2 separate regions of the Sus scrofa genome follow, and region 1 is linked to region 2. A link is a contact called in public HiChIP or PLAC-seq data. All regions are on one chromosome and are shown on one strand. Each heading gives the region's core, a stretch centred on a gene start, on an enhancer-like site or on the middle of the called end of the contact. The rest is flanking DNA. Distances are from core to core; before and after follow the strand shown. Region 1 has its middle 160 kb from the start of SLC7A11. Region 2 has its middle 300 kb from the start of SLC7A11.

The links. HiChIP or PLAC-seq counts read pairs in DNA pulled down with a chosen protein or histone mark.
Region 1: a contact with region 2 is called in an H3K27ac HiChIP or PLAC-seq map of alveolar macrophages. The contact joins two enhancer-like sites. A contact is called at or near these places in 1 of 47 Hi-C or Micro-C datasets (epiblast stem cells) and 1 of 2 datasets of contacts at active chromatin or transcription factors (alveolar macrophages).

Annotation. Positions count from the first base shown.
Region 1 is chr8:88,449,311-88,454,655 of Sscrofa11.1, reverse strand. No RefSeq gene overlaps it. Among named protein-coding and RNA genes, the nearest start is that of SLC7A11, 160 kb to the left of the region's middle. Within about 2 kb of position 3,550, at least 3 of the 83 cell types and tissues checked have an H3K27ac peak or open chromatin away from gene starts, as enhancers often do. A contact at or near this core is called in alveolar macrophages, where this site is marked.
Region 2 is chr8:88,301,968-88,307,505 of Sscrofa11.1, reverse strand. No RefSeq gene overlaps it. Among named protein-coding and RNA genes, the nearest start is that of SLC7A11, 300 kb to the left of the region's middle. Within about 2 kb of position 3,540, at least 1 of the 83 cell types and tissues checked has an H3K27ac peak or open chromatin away from gene starts, as enhancers often do. A contact at or near this core is called in alveolar macrophages, where this site is marked.

The DNA.
Region 1 (5,345 bases), core at 2,301-4,800, 150 kb before region 2:
GAGTTCCTCTTGCATTAAAGCCTGACTTACTGTAAGAATGTGTATGGGATAAAAATTATTTCACTAACTCCAATATTAATTTATTATCCACTCAACAACTTAAGTATTGTCACAAATCATGAAAGGCCATTATGAACACATAGGCAAGAGATCTTGCTCTACACTAAAGAATACCGTCCATTAGAATTTTCTGCAATGTTGCAAATCTAACAGAGTTAGATGTCCAATATGGTAGCCATTAGCACAGGTAGTTATGGAGAACATGTGATATAGCTACTGTGATTGAAGAACTGAAGATTTTATATTTTAATTGCTTTAAACTTAAATAGTCACATGTGACTAATAACTACATTAGCCAGGAACACTGTAGAGAGTAAACAAAGTATGTGGACAAGTAATCAACTGTTATCTATGAAAACATGCATCAGTCTGCACAGGGAAAAACAAAAAATCTTATTCTTCTTTGATCTATTTAGTTCCATCACCACCACTTTTTTGGGTCTCTAAGGTCACCTGTTGGGTTTCTGAAAGTTGGTAAATACAAAGCTAGGGTAGAAAATCTCATTAAATCAGAATATTGCAGGTGGTAGAAAACATTTAAACATGGCCACTTATGTAAGCACCCCATGTTTGTAAAGGGGTCACATATTACATTATGCAGCCCACTCATGTGGAGATAGCAACCAAGTTTACCAAAACTGTGAATAACAACAGATATGTAGCTTAGAGAGAGAAGTATAAACTTGACTTAATGGGAGTTTTCAGACCAATGGGAGAGTTCAAGAATCAACTGTTCTTAGCTTTGGGCTTATAGTCCAAAAAAAAAAAAATAGATGAAAGTTCTATCAAGAAAATACAGATCTTATGCAAAGAGCTTTCTTCAAACTTCAACATTAGGCAATAGAATGGGTTTGCAAAGAACGACTATGCAATCTCTAACTCAGGAAACTGTCATATATGCCATGTGGCTTAACTCACTGGTGTCATTCACTATATACTATTTCTAGAATTATGTGTTTTATTTCAGCTGATTAAGTTTAGCTGAGTTTCTTACATAACGGTCTTGCTGTTTCTTTTCCAGACTTTCAACTCCCACATAGTCTAGTGTGGAAGTATAATTATTTCCTTAAAAGTAAATGCTCCGTTAAGGTTAATATGTTCAGTTAAAGTTAATAAGCTCTTGTATATGTTATTATTAAGGTCACTGTCTAGTTGTAAAAGGTAACAATGTAGTTGGCACTGTATTGAGGTACCAACGATGCAATTCTTAACCTGAGGGCATAAATCTAAAATTTAGCCGAATGAAAGGTAACAAGATAGCTACAATTTGATTATTCAGAACTTTTATTGGTAGCTAAGCTCTAGGGAGAAAATGAGTTTTTAGAAGAATTATGGAAGAGTATGCAATGACATTAATTTCAATTTTTAAAAATTAGGGAACATAAAAGAAATAAGAAAACAAATTGATATATTGGGCAATAATTCTGAGAGAGTAATAAACTTGGAATGTATTCATTAGCAGTCAACAATATGTTTAGGGGATTAATTATTAATGATGTTGCAGAGAGTCAAATCCTGCTATGGGCTGTAATTATTAAATGTGGTTTTGATGAGCAACAATTATGTGAGCACAACATTCCTTTTCAGAGTTTGTTCTGTTTTGTCTTAGGCTTTCATTATTCACGGTTTGCTGCAAATAAGAACTGTAATATGATACTACAATGCAAAACCTTGGGGTGGTCCCCTGTGCCACCAGATTTCTACCAACACTTACTCTCTACTCTCAGCAATCAGAGAATCTTTAAGAAATGTTTTTACCCTATAACATCACCGCCAACCCAGGGAACAAGCAAAATGGAAGCATCAAAATGAGGTAATGCAGGAGGAAGAGAAAGAGTTTCAGGTGGTTAACAAAAGGATGATGGATTTGAGGGCAGCAGGTGATGAAAGATTAAAAAACCTGAGACAAAGAAAGAGTTAGGAGGGTTGAGACTTCAGGAACCCTGCTTTCCTGTCTCCAGTTCTTAATCTGGCTGAAGGTATGGGCAGCCATGATTGTTAGGACTTGTAACAGATGACAACCTGCAGTCAACAGATCATCAACTACCTCCTACCACCAGTGTGACAAAGACCACAAGAAGGTCTGGGCTGAAAATCAGATCACCCAGCCTCTAGATAGCTGGTAAGGCTGCCATTATCAGATTTGCACTAGGGCTGCTGGACACTTTTTATGGCAGATGCCACTGGGTAGGAACATGGGTTCTGGAGTCAGACTGCCTTGGTTCAAGCTTCACACCACTAACCAGCTGTGTGAACTTAGCAGGTTAATTATGCTCAGTTAGGCCTGGGTTCCCCCAACTGTGAATGAGGACACAATGATACTGACCTGGTAGCCCGCCCAGGAAACTACAGAAGAGTGCCTGGCTTATAATAAGCACTCAAAAATATTACTTAGGATTATTTGTAGCTTTCCTACTGTGTTATAATATAGTTTAACTATATTTTCATAACAAACAAAATTATTGATATTTAACAGCTACTTAACAGATAGACATGGTGGTTTTAGTGGCTGGGAATCTCATTAAATAGGTTCCTAATAGTCAGCTGATATTTAGTGAGCATATTAGTGGCCTTATTGCTTTTAAATTAAGCTCTTATTTCAACCATTTAATTTCTGTTTATAACATACTTCCAGCCTTTTTACAAAAAAAGAAAAAACATATAAAACTTCTCTTATAAAAGAATAATGATATCTATTGATCTGTTTTCTTCCTTGTTTTTATTGACTACTTAAATCCTTAGAAGCATTTGGGCAAAGATACTTTGAGCTGTTCAATCCTGCTAGGTCGTATGCTGTTGTGAAATTATTTTCTGCCCAACCACAAATACAATATACTTGTATAACTTCCTCTTTTACATTTCCAGTTTCTGATTCACAGACAATCACATGCAGATTCTCTTTATTTGGCAACACAACTTCTATCTTTATGTTCTTCTTTCTTTTCCCGGATGTCTTTTCCCATTGTGATGACTTCAATCCCATCATTTCTATACCTGTCTACTTGCAATATCAATATTATCTTAATACTGTGTTTATCTGTACTTTCTTCTACCCCATACATCCTGTCAGTATAAACTTTTTCCCCTAGATTGACTAACCAGCCTGGTTTAACGTACTGTTTATTTGTCCGTCTTCGGTTGAATATTACACATTTATCAGGCACTGAATAAAATGCATGGCTTGTGCCAAAGTAATAAAGGATCATATTCTACTAGAAAAAGACACATGTACTAATCATACAGCCAAGAGCAAGCTGACCCTGCTTGAGATCTTGCAGCAAAGTGCAGAAACTCACAAAGCTCTCACAAAAGAGTCAACAATAAACATCTATTAGGTTGTCAGCTGTAAACACCTGCCAAGATGCTGCATCACCGCATGAGGAGCCGTGAAATAATGTCCTCACTGTCTTTTTTTACCTCTTCTTCTTCTTCACTCCCAACCCTTGAAGAGTCAGAAACTTCTATGGGTGAGTCAGAGAAGAAAGGAGAAGAAGATTAGGTAATAAATCTCTCCAACCCCCACTTCAAATCCAGGCTTCCATCTGAGCTGCTAGACAGGAAGAAGCCTCAACATTAACACCAAACAAAAGTTTTTATTATGACATGCAACTGACAGTAAAATTGCTAAACTCAGACAGTTGTCTATGATCTGAAGTTACCAGAAAACCATATTTCCCAAGAGTTATGAGAAAAGCCATGGAGCCTGCCTAACTTTTCGTACAGGGATGGGAAAGTCTCATTCCACAGACCATGTTTAAAAGGATAGAGGGAGGCCAAGTCAAGACTGCTTTCTGGCTGGAGGATGCAAGTCATAGCAGTTCAATGTGGCAGTTGCTTTTTAAGAGAAAATGGTGGACTTCCCAGTGTGGCTTAGTGATAATGAACCTGACTAGTAACCATGAGGACTCAGGTTTGATCCCTTGCCCAGTTCAATGGGTTAAGGATCAGGTGTCACTGCGAGTTGTGGTGCAGGTCACAAACCAGACTCAGCTTGGATCTGGCATTGCTGTGGCTGTGGTGTAGGGCTGTGGCTGCAACTCAAATTCAACCCTTAAGCTTGAGGACTTCCATATGCCGCACTACAGAGCTTAAAAAAGAAAAAAAAAAGAGAGAGAATGGTGATACCAGGGGCCAAAATTGCTTCCCCAGGAAAGGATATGCAAAGGAAAGGGGCAGAGCGTAACTCAGCAAATTGTCTTGAAACAGGGAAGCCATCCTGAAAAGGAACCATGTCAGTTGTCACCACTGGGTCAAGGACTGCTAGTCACTCCTTCATGTCTGATCTATACCTAGGGACATAGGAAGTCACCAGACTTCAAATAGCTCCATTTTCCTGAGCTGCTGAGAAGGAATCATCTAACATGCCTCTCCCTTGCCTTCCAGGAAGGTAAAGATTCTCGTGAAGAATTATTATAATTATCCTTTTAAATAATAACTTAGGCATTAATGGAAACATTAGTCTTCTGCATGATAATATTGCCATCACTTAAAGACACAACTTATGACAGCAAAACCGCCCAGAGAAGAGGCTCTAAATCAATGCAAAATAACAAAAGGATAGAAAACATATCCCTGGAGACATACCAAGAACTGCACATTGTTTTGCATTTATTAAAATGCAGATGTAAGCATGAGGCATAAAATTACAATATTAAACCAAGAACTTAAATTATAGAGTATCATATAAGATTATAACTTTGCTTTCCTTTAGGGAAACAATGGGGGCAGGAAATGTCATTTTGAGACTATTCACTAGTGATTTGAAGGTGTCTAGCACAATATTTGGCCTTATTTTTTTTTTCTTTTTATGGCCATGGCACATGGAAGTTCCTAGGCTAGGGGTTGAACTGGGGCTGCAGCCGAGGCCTATGCCACAGCCATGAGCCATGACAACACCAGATCCAAGCAGCATCTGCAACCTACACCACAGCTTATGGCAATGCCAGAACCTTAACCCACTGAGTGAGGCCAGGGATTGACCCTACATCCCATGGATATTAGTCAGGTTCTTAACCCACTGAGCCACAACAGCAAATCCATGGCATTTATTTTTTAATGAATAAAAAAGGACAAAAGGATCTCCTATCATTCAAGAAAAAGAATTAGACCCTGCATGTTTTGAAATAATATCCAAAATCCAAAATTACATTTTAACTCCTCAAAATAGCCCAGGTGGGCACCTTATTCCACAGAGGTTAAGACCTCAATGTCTGTTTTACTCCAATGAAACAGGTAATCTACTTTTAAAAATTATCTAATGTGTGCATAAGATATATGAGCATTTG
Region 2 (5,538 bases), core at 2,291-4,790:
CATGTAGCCAAGGATAAGTAAGGCAGCTTCTACCACCTGGAAGAAGGCCAGGAGCTAAGAAAGGTCTGTACAGCAGAACACAGGATGTTGAACAAAATATGTATGGTAATTAAAATTATTCAGTTTATACCACCCTGTATTAACGAGCCCTGGAGGAATACTAGGAAGGGAGGACCTGGGTCAATTTTGCTCACCAATAAATCTCTAGCCGTAGCAAAATGCCTGGCATGTGGGAAGCACCAGTGTACGTTTGCTAAATAATGAGTGAGTGAATATTTTCTCATGGCACCACTAAAGTCTTATTTAAATAGGACAGCCCAGAGTTCCCATCGTGGCGCAGTGGTTGGTTAACGAATCCAACTAGGTACCATGAGGTTGCGGGTTTGATCCCTTGCCTCGCTCAGTTGGTTAAGGATCCAGCATTGCCGTGAGCTGTGGCGTAGGTCGCAGATGTGGCTGGGATCTCGCATTGCTGTGGCTCTGGCGTAGGCCACATGCTACAGCTCCGATTCAACCCCTAGCCTGGGAACCTCCATATGCCCCAGTTGCAGCCTTAGAAAGGACAAAAAGACAAAATAAATAAATAAATAAATAAATAAATAAATAAATAGGACAGCCCTATGGAGACCAAGAAAAGTAAGTTGAATCGACATTTGTTCTAGAGCATTAACAGGGAACAGTATCTGCTGCCCACATCCCAGCCCTGAGCCGATGAGGGTTAGCAGAAGAGCAATCATAAGCACCCCAATTTAAACAAAAAAAAAAAAGAGTTCATGAAGAAAAGCAGAGGATCCTATAGTCCAGCCATTTCCTCCCACTAAGACATGCTCCTTCTCTGGTCAGTTTTAAAGATTCTAATTTTTCTACTGTGAAAGGAAAATAAAAATGGAGTTGGTACTGCTAAGAGAGCTCTCTACTGAGCAGGGAGGCTAATGAGAAAGTGTGACTTATGTATGTTTCAGCCTTGATGGAATCAAGCTTTTGTCCATTTATTGTCCTACTCAAGATACTTATCAGACACTTATCCTAAAACAACTCATGATTCCTTAAGGACAAGCATTTCCCAGCTTGCATCAGAATCAATCACATTTCTCACTGGGCAACTTTAACAACCTTGTGATTTTGTATTTATTAGCTCCTGATTCTTTCTCTTCTGTGGAACACTTTTTTGGTTTTATCCAAATCTTTCCCTCCCAAATTGCAATTCTTAAGACTCCAAATAAAGCTCTTTGTTCTTTGCAGCCTCCATACTGATTATTGTTTGACATTACAACTAGAGATAAGTCTTTCATTAAGAATCTACTATAACAGGTTATTGGTGGAAATGTAAATTGATGCAACCACTATGGAAAAGAGTATGGAGGTTCTTCAAAAAACTAAAAATGAACTAATATGATCCAGAAATCCCACCTGTGGTCATCTATCCAGAGAAAAGCATAATTTAAAAAGACCTGTACCCCAATGTTCATTGCAATACTGTTTATAATAACCAAGACATGGAGGTAACATAAATGTCCATTGATATAGGAATAGATAAAGAAGATGTGGTACATACACACAATGGAATATTACTTAGCTATAAAAAGGAAATAATGCCATTTGCAGCAACATGGATGGACCTAGAGATTACCATGCTAAATGAAGTTGGCCAGTGAAAGACAAACACTGTATGATATCACTTATATGTGGAATCTAAAAAAAAAGGATACAAATGAACTTGTTTGCAGAACAGAAACAGACTTGCAGACTTTTTTTACCAAAAGAGACAGGTTGGGGGGAAGAGATGAACTGAGGGCTCAAGATTGGCATATGCACACAGTGGTGTATAGAATGATTGGCCAATGGGGACCTACTGTATAGCACAGGGAACTCTACTCAATATTCTATAATAATCTATATGGGGAAAGAATCTGAAAAAAAAGGATGTGTGTATATGTATAACTGAAACATTCTGTTGTCAGAAGAAATTATCACATTATAAATCAACTATACTTCGATAAAACTTTTTTTAAAAGAATCTACTATAACAGGGTATTGAAAAACATCTTGCATTTTGCTTTTATCTGCTACAGATTCATCAGGAAAAAATGAAATGTATCCCTCTGTTCCCCAGGAGAATAGTGAGTCATTTAATTTCCTCCTAATATTTGGGTTTTCCCTGACCTCAGGGGAAAGGAGGATGTCTTTTCAGTGTGAGAGTTGAAATTCAGGTTTAAGACTAGTCTTCACCTTTGTAGAAAATCCCTAGGTAGATATTTCATTTTCCAATTTCTATTTGAAAGTTTCTCAAACTCAAGACATGTTTTGTTTTGGGTTTTTTTTTGGCATATCTTTAGTGGCATTTATTTCAAAACTTCTGAATTAGCAGCAGTAGAGAGAAATAAACAAGAATATCTAACAAAACTCAAGTTTTTAGCAATGAGCTAACCAGCACTTGGGGAGCCCAACTTTCCGTTGGAACAGGGCTTCCTTCTCTCAGGAAGGCAACTCCAACTTCTTATGATTTTGCCAGGTAACATCTGGTATTTCCAAACAACTCCCTGCATAGATGGTGTTTACTCCACATTGCTTATTGCCTAAGCTCAAAACTCTATTCCCTACACCCAGATGGTTTTTCACACATGCATTACTAGAAATAATAATAGTAGCAAGTGTGCACAGTTCTTCCAAAGGAAGTTGAGGTCTAGCAGCTTCATGTGACCCAGCCCACTCCCCTGTGGGATGATGAAAGGGCAGGGAACTACCTGCCTATTGTCTTGACCCTCAGCTTTGTAAATTATCCCCCAAAAAGTTTATTTCTTAATCCCCTCCTTGTAACACTGCAGTATTTCTCTTCATATCTTGCTATAGCTTCCCATTGTCAGTGCTGAAAAATTTAGAGGTTTTACATGAAAATCTGAATTACCAATGTATCTTAAAATAGCTTATAGTCCCAGTTGGAAGCAAACAGCTAAAGTAGAGAAGCCAGTGCCCCACTATTTCTTGAATTCAAGCTTTAGCTGTCATTTAGCATCACGTTGGCTCTGTGATTTACCTGACTGTAGAATAAAAGGAATGTGAAATATTTCTTGGACTTACAGCTCCACCCTATACTTATCCACCCAACACTCATTTAAATACCTGTCTGGTCCCTGTAGAGATGTGAGTATTCCAATGCTGATCTAAGTCCACTAAGAGATTTGACCACATTGTCAAATGGGGAAATGAAGGAGATCATGTGTTTCAAGTGCAGGTGAAGGAACCAACATGAGGAATGGGAAATGGAAGAAGACTCATGGTTTCTGAAAGGGGAACCTCTGAATTGTGAAAAAAAAAAAAAAAAAAAAAAAAAAAAAAAACAACAAGAAAAAAAACACTCAGCAGCTGAGTTTCCCTGAACAGCAATTCCAGAGAGACAGTAGAGGATCAGCCTTCCACAGGGCTTTATATACAACCAGGAGAGATGGCCAGAAGACATCTGGTCAGAACCACAGAAGTTGTATGTAATTATATATAACCCAAAATAATGGTTGTGACCCAAAATAAGGGATGACTAACAAATGACTAATAATATTGAGTTCCTCACCCAGAGTGGTAAGGCTTAAATGATACTTAATCATGACTTAAATGAGTATAGACTTGCAAAACCAGGATCCTTGTGCTAGATATCTACTTTTAGCCCCTCCAAAGCCACTCTCCTATTTCCACCATCTTGGTCTCTGCTCCCAGGCAGCTGACTTGTGATGACATCAAAATCCTCTGGCTTCAGTAGAGTTCAGTGAATGGAAACCCCAGGCGGTTCTGTGAAGAAAAGTAAAGGCTCCCTCCCTGCAAGTTTGATTCAAGATGGAAATCCCCCTGAAAATGTTACTGCTCTTCCCCAGGAAACTAAGGCTCTGCAAGTTCTGTGAGCTCAGGGGTAGTAACACCTCCACTTCTGCCATACCACCACTCCCTGTGGTTCCCTTATACCATGCCTTTTTAAATAGAGACTCTGAGAATAAACTTTCATTAAATTAACCCATTTAGAGTATGTCATCTGTTTCCCGCTGGGACCCTGACTGATATAACCCCACTGTAGTAGAACAGTTTACATCTGCCACATTGGAAAAAGCAGCATTATGGTAATGGTGATTGGATCAGAACCCACCTATCAAATGGGATTGCTTACAGATCCAGAATGAAAAATAACTTCACCAGAGATCACAGAGTTTCATAACCAGACGCATACTTGCTTACGATGGAAAAAAAAAAATTCCAAGTTATACTGAAGTCAAATCTGCCCCTGTTATATTTAAATTAAGCATTGAAATCAAAACATAGAACTCTATTCAATAAAAGCCTAAAGAGGCAGTTGACAACTGAGGGAGAAAAAGAGAGAAATGGAAAAAGAGGTATTTTAAAGAGAAAGAAAAAACCCACAGAACTACAAAGAAGGAGAGATACAAAGAATATGACAGATAGAAGCTGGGCCTTCTAGCACATGAGGCCAGGGATTCTCTGGATGTGACTAGTGAGAGGCTTCTAAATAGTAGCCATTCGCTGAAGGTGAAACATGGTCTGCAGTACACAGACCTCCCATTCCAGCAGATCCTGCACACTTTAAAACCCTTGAGCAGGTTATGCTGAATATGGGGTACAAAGGAGGGTCCAGAAAAGGGTCTTCCAATATTCACCTGGAAGAGGGAAGTAAGAGAAGAGATATCTCCCCATTTATGACCTGAACTATTTGACAGGGGTCCAGGAACTTTCCCTGCTTTATGCTCAAAGAGCATGTCTATGGCATAAGAAGAGCAAACCCAGGAGTTCCCGTCGTGGTGCAGTGGTTAACAAATCCGACTAGGAACCAAGAGGGTGCGGGTTCAGTCCCTGCCCTTGCTCAGTGGGTTAACCATCCAGCGTTGCCGTGAACTGTGGTGTAGATTGCAGATGCGGCTCAGATCCCAAGTTGCTGTGGCTCTGGTGTAGGCTGGTGGCTGCGGCTCCAATTAGACCCCTAGCCTGGGAACCTCCATATGCTGCAGGAGCGGCCCAAGAAATAGCAAAAAAAAAAAAAAGAAGAAGAAGAGCAAACCCAGGCTTCACTCTGGATATCTGTCTGGATCTCTTTCCTCCACAGTGCTTACAAGCCGTGGCTCTACAACTGTCCTTGTTCTGTCGCACTGAGGGCAGCATAGGAAATCTTTAAGGTCGGGTCAGCTCTTGCGGTGGAAATGTTCATAAATTGTAAGGGGGCAGTATGGAAGCTCAAGTTGTAATTGTGTGAGGAACTTGCTTTGTGTGAAGGTTTGAAAAATACCTGGTATAAGATAGAGTCACATGAAGGTCAACAGCCTGGTCACCCTGAGAGTAGAGGGTGGAGCATCTGAGTTACTGTATTAGCATACAGTTTGGGCATTCTTCATGACAGCTGGCCAGCGGCTGGCAGACAGGGATAATATGCAGGCTTGGAACTGCAGCATCTTCCATAGGATCTTTCACAATCTAGACAGGATTTGCCATCAATGTTCACAGACGAAATACTCAGCGGGACTATGGAGTCTGCTCTCCTATCTGGCC